2 separate regions of the Columba livia genome follow, and region 1 is linked to region 2. A link is a contact called in public Hi-C data. All regions are on one chromosome and are shown on one strand. The core of a region is the stretch at or near the end of the contact, and the rest is flanking DNA. Distances in the headings are between cores, read along the strand shown.

Region 1 (4,214 bases), core at 1,608-4,107, 320 kb before region 2:
TTCATATAAGCATGCTTGTTTCTGTTTAAAATGTGTATCACAAAAATTGAATTTTATCCTAATAGTAATAATTAGAGATAATTTATTCTTCAATCACAGTAAAAGGCTGGAAATAACAATTCAAAAGAACTACCTAACCTAAGTAAGAAGACTCACTGGTGGGCATCGAAAAGTGAGTACTGTTCAAACTACGATAAGCAGATGCTAATTATTTCAACAAGCTTTTAGGACATGTGGTTACTACACAAGTTTTTTTCTCTTCTTTGCCTCGCCATGGGAATACAATGTTGTTTTAAAACTGGCTTAGATATTATATGTTTCCCCGCAGGAAAGGGTCACATCTGTCCATCAACAAGGTAATGCTTTCCATGTCCATCAATAAGGCAGACTCCCCTTCACACCACTCTCACCAATCCCCATAAGAGTAGGGGATCCCCAGTCCAACATAAGCTCTTCTCAGAGTTCACCACTGTGTTTGCACCTAGGGAGGTTTCCTCCTGACCATATCTAGCCTGTTCCTCTGGAATGATTGCCTTTCAGGAGCTAGACCGCACATGTGAAAGTCCACCACTTACTAAATTTCACCTGAAAGGAATCCCGTTCATACACTCTGACACCACTGTCTGAGGTGAACAAAAGTGTGATAAGCACAAAAAAGAGTAAGATTCACTTCAGAAGTACACTCTCCATCTAAAGTAAAAATGCCAATGTATACATTATGCCAGTGACACAAGCAGAGGCACTAAACTAAAAAGGTCTTTCCTCAGTAAGGCTACGATTACAAATTACTAGAAAACTAACTATAGCAAGAACACAGTTGCGATCAGCGTGACACAAACATATTGTATGCAACCTTGTTAGGTTTTTTCTTAATTTAATAGATCTTTTTCTAACATTTTAATGAAGCAGATTGAATTTAGAATTAATAAGGAGTGCTTTGGGTAGGAGAATACATTTTTCTGACTATCCTCAATAGCTTATTATGAGTTCAGCTTTTACTGTCTCAGATTCCATACATGCCCATCAGTTGGTCTTCTTTTCCAGGTATGTTCACCAGAGGCAGTACCTCTTCCTAAAAAGTTCTCACATTATATAAGCACCTCACCAGAAAAGCGGCATTTAAAACAAAAACAACAAAGAAAATAATTTAAAGCCATCTGAGTACCTACCCTGGTAAGCTGATTTCATTTCTCTTCTGACCATGACGATCAAAAATTTTCACAGTATGATCACCCCTAAAAAAGATTAGTATATAGAATAATTCCCTTTCTTCATCAGTGATTTCTATGGACAAATGCAACAAATATTTGTAATCTTACCCTGTTACAGCAAGGAAATTTCCCAAAGTTTTCTGCCAAGCAAACTGCACAGGGGAACCAGACCAAGCTTTTTCTAATAGACTGAATACTTGCTGGGAGACAAAAAAAAAAGTGAGAAATTATGCATCTTAAAATCATGAGCCTATAATAATAAAAAACTTCCCAACGTGCTAGCAACTGTGAGTACTGTGGAGGGGGAAAAAAAATTTACAACCCTCAAACATAACTTCTGGGTGATTCTAATGCACCAAAGCACCAAAATTCCACAGAAAATTATTTTGATTTGTGCTGGACAAAAAAGAAGTTTCTGGTGCTAGGTGTCTGCATTGAAACTATTGTGACTCTACTGAAAGTATTATTTTTCTCTTACAGAATTACTGGAATTAAAAAATTGCATAGGGTACTCTCCCCTTCATGTCCAAAGTCCAGAATATTTAGTTCTCTAAATTTCATGGAAAAGCCTGGGACCAGAAAGCATTCTTGGTGTGTACAACACAGAAGGTTCAACATCTACATTTTTAAATGTATGTAACTATTTTGTCCTCTCTGAATTGTTGGGTCTTAAAAGCTAAGACCTCAAAGCTGCTCAGCCATAAGAAGAGATTCTGACTTCTGACTCAGAGAGCTTCTGAACTTCTTTTTTCTTGCACACTACCTGCAGGTTTTTCTAGAATTTGAGTGCAAGACAAAGCCCACAGCTTGGTTTCCCAGCTTGCCACCACAGCTTTTTCCCTCCCACTTCATCAGGTGAACACCAACACCTGGTTGCCCACCAAACGCTTACCCAAAGGTCCCTCATCCCTTCTGTTGGGTCGAATGTAAACTGAGGCGTTCTTTGCATTTTACTCACAAGAAGTATAAAAATATGAGAACCACGTAACACAAGCACAAAGAGCACCTGACAACCAGGCTGTTTTTGAAAAAAATTTAATTAAATTTGTAATAAACCAACGACGAAGAAAATCGTTTGGGCAGTGCAGGCAAGCTCCAGCGCACTGTACAGTAACGATCAACTAACCCCCCCGCAGTGGTTTGAGCAGGAAACTACCCTTCGGGCCCACTCGCTCAGCCGCTGCCCGAGGGGTCTCTCGCCCCCCGGTGCTGCCGGGGCCGGTACCGAGGCACCGCCACAGGGCCGCGGCAGAACACCGTCCCACGGTAACAGCTCCGGGCGGCGCAGGCAACTGCCGCGGACAGACCCGGCCTGGCCGGGGCTCCCGGGAGCGGCTCTCGCTCCCCTCAGGCGGATCCCGCCCGCTCGAGGCCGGCACGCACAGGCACTTGCCGACGCGCCCCGCTCCCCTCCCCAGGCCGCAGCGGGGCCCGCTCGACGCCCAGGCCCCGATCGTGCAGCGGCGAGCGGGAACTACAGCCGCGACCGCTGGCCCTGGGCGCCACCGTGGGCTGGGGCTCCTGGGCGGCCCCCTCCTCCCGCCCGCGCGTACGGCGGCCGAAGAGACTCACCTTCATCGCGCCCACCGCCCGCTGCGCGGCGCCCTCTGCGCATGCGCCTCTCCCCCGACCCGGCTGATCCGCGAGCCCGACCACGCCCGCCCAGGGCGTCGCTGTCACCCCGGAGACGGAGGAAGGCCGGCGCCATCACGGCTGCGGGGCGGGGCCACAGGCCGCATCCAATGGGGAGGCGCGCCGGAAGGGGCGGGGGCGGGCCTGTCGTGTGGGGACACGAGCCGGAGGGCTGAGCGAGGCCGCGGCTGCAATAGGTTAAAGTGCTGACAGGGAAATGGAGGTTTTCTAAAACCACAAGTCCAACACGAGGAGCAGCTAAAGTCACATTTCTTAATGAGACCTGTCAAGTCGCGGATACGGGTACACAAAAGAGAGAAAAAAGGCGCTGACCCGATAACTGCGTTCAAGTTCTGTTGCATTCTGTATTTGGTTGCAAACACTGCAGGTTTCACTGCTTAGTAATTTATTTTAAAACAATAAATAGTTCACCGAGAGCATTAACACATTTAAAATTACAAATGTACAAAGACTTTGGGTATCAGATGCTTCAAACGTTGGTAAAACATTCAGTGAGCTCACATCTTCCCATTTTCCATCACAAACGCACACAATCACCTACTGTTCTGAAAACAAAAGGAGCAAGGCACAGAAAAGCAAATACAAAAAGACTTTCCAGACCTTTCAAAGCAATTCGGTGTAACAGCATAGGGCTCGAGAAAGGCAAATTATAAACTCTCTGAAAAAATGATATAACTGTTAAATAAGGTAACTAATTGACACAAACCTGTGAGGCACACGTAACTCTCCTCTAAGATGCTGAACGTGCTCATATGTTGGCAGTTCAGCATCTTGGAGGATTTGGCTCTTTACATTTTGAAGCAACTTTACTGGACAGACAGACAATTGTTTCATTTTATCTTATAAAATCATACTTTTCAAATTAGTGCAAAGCCTCATGTAAAATGTAATTAGTCTAGATGTAATGGAATGCTTCAAAAATTCCAAAGTGCAAACATTAAACTTAAATTGCTTAACTTCTAATCAGACTTTAGAATTCTTCCAATAATTCATGCTTACAGATTTCCCCTTAAACATAGCAAAGTAAATATAAGAACAAAGTAGAGAAAAAGGTATGATGTTCTGCATCTCACATAGAAAACTCTGACAATCCAAAAAGTACACTGGATGTCAAAAATCTCTGGCAGAAATTATTAAATAGCAGATTTCTGTTAGCATAATAAGACAATATTTAAAATAAGCCTTTGGTTAAATAAAAAGTTTGCTAAACTAGGAATGATGATAAAAGTGCAAAAGATTCACCAAATACACATCTTCATTTCCAAGGCTGGCATCACACCTGCCATTTACAATGGTTTGCATTGGTTTTTTTCAGCCTGCATTGTAATAGCTCAGATACTTATGGCAAAA
Region 2 (4,259 bases), core at 284-2,783:
ATACTCTCTCATGTCTCTTGAGAGTGCTATAAACCTTTGTGTCTCTGATTTAAAGCAAAAATGACAGTTTTCTATGTTCCCACCAGGATGAAGTGAGCAAAGAGTACCAAACAAGGAAAGTAATGTACATTTGAAGCAGAACCGTTACATTTGCCTCTCTCAATTCAAATTGCTCCGTTCTGTAACTGTACCTATAGCCATAATCGTCTCTGTAGCCAAGGCCTGAATAATCCTTTAACAGCAATTAATATAATGGCATTGCAGAACTACCAAAATCAGGAATCACTACTTTAAATCACACCTGTATTGTTTTTTTCCTGGTGGTATCTTTCTTATTCTTTTCATCTAAGGGAAAGGTGGAAAGTCTTTTTTTTCTAAAATTTGCTTTATTACAAAAAATAAAACTAGCCCAGGTGAACTTTGAAGTACATGTAATTGAGTCTCATGTGATCAGAGGATCCAGTGTTGACAGGGACTCTCTTCTTGAAGTAAGTTAAGTGATGGTGTTCTCAGCCAGTGCTAGTGGAAAGCATGGTATTGTCTGCAAATAGCGTCATTCCACTTTTAATTTGTAATGCTGGTGAATAACTTCTAAGAAACAAACAGACCTAATTTTAGGTTAGTGCTTACAATACTGCAGTTTAGAACTATCAGCACAGTAAGGCAGAATTTAATACAAGAGAGTTCACTGAATATCATGCTGTATCTTAGTATAGAAGCTGGAAACCTTAGGTCAAGATCTAAGGTGGAAACCCTATTTAGCCTTAATGCTGCATGCTATTTAAAGACTTATTAAAACATTTTCCAGAGCTGCACTGGCCTAAGATATTACCTGAGAGCAGACCTGCAGCTGCCTGCTTGCAGCACATAAAGGAACTGTGTTTCTCCTAGCGGGGCATGTGGGCCTTTTTTTGTTTCACAGAGGTTGTGTTTTGCCGAATGCAGATAAAGGTAAATCATGTTTCTGTGATAGAGGCCACCCTCTGGTCCCATCTCTGCAGCCTACATTCACTGTAAATAGCCAGGTGCTGGTTCCCTGACCTGTTTTTCATCACAGTGGACTAATACTGCCAGAAGCCCCACTGCAGCAATGGTCTCCGGTGTCACTGCCCAGCACCACCAGCACTGCACAGCAGCTCTGCACGGAGCCATGAGACCCATGGCAGTGGGCGTGAGTGGCTGCAGGGCCTGCCCAAAGCCTCTGTCACACCTTCACCGCGGCTCAGGTATTGTCTGAACATGCCAGGCCAGCCGAACAAAGCCCCGGGAGGCAGGAGAAGAGGAGCACAGCTGCTCCTTTACCCCAAGGAATGCACTGGTGGAGCTGGCGAGGCTTTCCAGTACTGCTGCAGAAATAGTCTTTTGCTTCTCTGTCTCCATGGCCATAAAAGGAGGAGAGGAGTATTTTTCTACTTACCGTCAAAACTGTGGCTAGAAACAACTGAAGGATTTTGAGCCGCTGAGCCACAATGGTGGGTATTAGATAAGAGCATAAGGCAGAGATCACTCTGCTCATTTTCTGCATTCTCTGTCAATACTTGGTTTTAGACATTTTCAAAGTTGTTTTCATGAACCAAGACTTCTGTGATCATAATAATCACAGTACATACAAAGTTTTCATCAAAACCTTTTCTAACCAAAACTGATTTTGTAATAAAAGGAAACTCTTTTCTTCCCCAAATCATCCAAAAATCACTTATTGGACAAATCTCATGGATTCCACGTCCTTTTAAACTTGTTGGCAGAGAAACACCTTTCGACACAAATGTTCTGAAACAACATTGCCATCTAGTGGAGAATTTGATTCACCACTGATGTGAATTCCGTCATGCAGAAATAGGCACTTTGTGACTTGCACAAATGCAGAATTAGGAAGTGAAATATTCATTTTGAAAATCAATGCCTGGAGTTAACTGACAGCTTTAATTGAAGAGTAAAAGAGTCTTTGAGTCATATTGTAGACCAGTAATATTAAAACTATGCTAAATGCAGGAAATGAGTACAAAATTATCTAGATGAGTTTTAATTCCCTAGGATTTTCAGAAGGAAACATTGTTTGATGTTCACTCTGGCAAAGCAGCCAAATCTGTATCTGGAAAAGAGATAACAAAATTGCAATTACTTTCCATATACAAATGATGTAACAATTGGAGCCTGAATTTAATCAATTCAAATCAAACCCAAATCCTCATCTTTCAGGTTGGTGTAAATGGAAATCTGGAGGCAGACTCAGCAACGTGATTTCTTTTGGAAACTTCACAAGGACCCACCAGCTGTCTTTCACATGTTCATCCCCTTGCATGCGGGAGGTTTGATGCCTCTGGCCCCAACCGCTGTGCAGCACTTTCACGTGTGCGGGACAGAGTGGGACAGCGGTGGCAGGTCAGGGCTGCTGGTTACAGGGCTGGTGGTTACGGGGCTTTTGCTTCCTGCGCCCCCGCCCTGCCCTTTTTACAGTTTCTCTCCGATGCTCTGTCTGTTAATTGGTTTCTCTAACACGTCCCACCAGCTGCCTCCCCTGCCCTGCCTTTGGCACGACAGCAGCACTCCAGCGGGGTCTCCACAGCAAAGCACAGTCCTAGGAGCGTGCAGGACCCTCTCAAAGTTGTCTGGTCTCATCTATGTCATCCCTGTCTTTCCATACTTTTTTCCTCAATTGCCACATTTACTTCAGCATTGTAGCTGAAGCCAGTTTGCAGTTCTGTACTTGGCTAGCTCATCAGTCCCCTGTGGCCTAAACCCCTCTGATTTAGGCAAAAGTTAACTGTCGGGAAAACACACCGTTCTCCAGAGACACTAACTTCATACAGCACTCAAATGCCAAACTAGGAAGTTTATAGAAGAATCAAGGTCAATGAAGGCTTTTTAACCCACCTGTGGTTAGGGCCACCTGTAGAAGGTGTCTGCCTGGAGCAACACGCACGTGGGAAGGGCCACACCAAGAATTAGGTTCAGCTCCTCTGCTCTCCTGATTTTACTGTACAACACCTGGTGTCATTTAGGAAAACTACATCTCATAGAAGTTGATATCCGGAGGAGACAGAAGCTTTCTGCACAGCACAGCACTCAGCAGCTTGCACAATACTGAACAACAGCATTACAGCACCTCCTTCGCTTAGGGTCACAATCGCTGCTTTGCTTTGGAGATTAGAGGCTTAGGTCTTAAACTTCAAGGGTAATAAACACATTAAAAAAGTAACTCAGCAACAACAAAGGAACTCCTCCTCCAGAGGCAGTTTGTTATCTGAGGTAGGAATAATAAGGGTACCATCCTGTTCCTGTTGGAATAGTTGATTAAATTCCCTCCTGGGGATAAATTTAGGTCCTTTAATTTCAGGCACTAAAGGAAAAGTAAAATGAAAGAATAATGACAAAAAAGTTTACATCTCTGCCAAAAGTTTTGTGGGTTTTCTTGTTGAAATCAAATTTATCCCCTTCCTGATAAGACACAGCAGGGTAATACTTCACAATGTTGGTGTTCCTTCCCTTACTCAGGAGTGTCCAACTCATTTTCACCGGGGGACACATCAGCCTCACGATTGCCTTCAAAGAGCCAAATGTCATTTTAGGACTGTATAAATAAAATTACATTTGGCCCTTTGAAGGCAACTGAGAGGCTGATGTGGCCCCCGGTGTAAATGAGTTGACACCTCTGCCTTACATAGACAGAATGTGCAAGATCTGAGAGACAGAAAGACCTTAAAACTTGAAATTAAGCAGACAGTTTCCATCTGCCCCATGTAAGCCCATATTATAATCAGTCTGACTTTTGTGATGGTTCTGGTTATGACAGCTGTAACAGCTTTGCCTGAAGCTTTACAATCCTTTTGCAAAAGACAGCTGGAGAGAGCAGGAAAAAGCTCTCCCTTTTATTAATCAGAAAATGGTTAGGACAAATGGCCACATGAATTAAGGCAAAGGAATGAGCTTGGTCTTTTTTTGTTGTGTTTTTTTTTTGTTTTGTTTTGTTGTTTGTTTTTTTTTTTTTTTTTGAATATTCAGTACATCTTCACATGTTTTCATCTGACCTGACCTGTATCTGCTTTTGCTTTTTCCCATTCAAAATTAGGCCAGTTTAGTAGCCAGCGAGAACCTCAGTATATGCTGGATGTCCGGGCAGCTTGGAAGGTGAACACAGTTGGTAACACTTGAGTTCCTTATGTTTAAATGTTGCTCTTATATTTAGAAGTTCAATTAACGATGCAGCCTCAGCCCAGTGCCTTGCCCACTCATGTAGCAGTGGGGGCTGGAAACGGGGA

What was found. A called contact is a pair of places that touch in the nucleus more often than the background predicts.
Region 1: a contact with region 2 is called in a Hi-C map of liver, with 2.7 times the contacts expected there. The contact joins the promoter of WDR19 here to the enhancer-like site in region 2. A contact is called at or near these places in 2 of 2 Hi-C or Micro-C datasets (crop and liver).

The regions. Positions count from the first base shown.
Region 1 is chr4:24,500,541-24,504,754 of bColLiv1.pat.W.v2, reverse strand. WDR19 (WD repeat domain 19) reads right to left here and starts at 2,857. Exons shown (of 37, transcript XM_065062613.1): 1 at 2,784-2,857; 2 at 1,320-1,411; 3 at 1,170-1,235. The coding sequence starts at 2,789. It overlaps KLHL5 (kelch like family member 5), which reads right to left. Exons shown (of 13, transcript XM_065062627.1): 13 at 3,185-4,214.
Region 2 is chr4:24,176,470-24,180,728 of bColLiv1.pat.W.v2, reverse strand. The region is part of intron 2 of LOC135579345 (a long non-coding RNA gene); the gene reads left to right. Among named protein-coding and RNA genes, the nearest start is that of TBC1D1, 120 kb to the right of the region's middle. Within about 2 kb of position 1,533, at least 1 of the 3 cell types and tissues checked has an H3K27ac peak away from gene starts, as active enhancers do.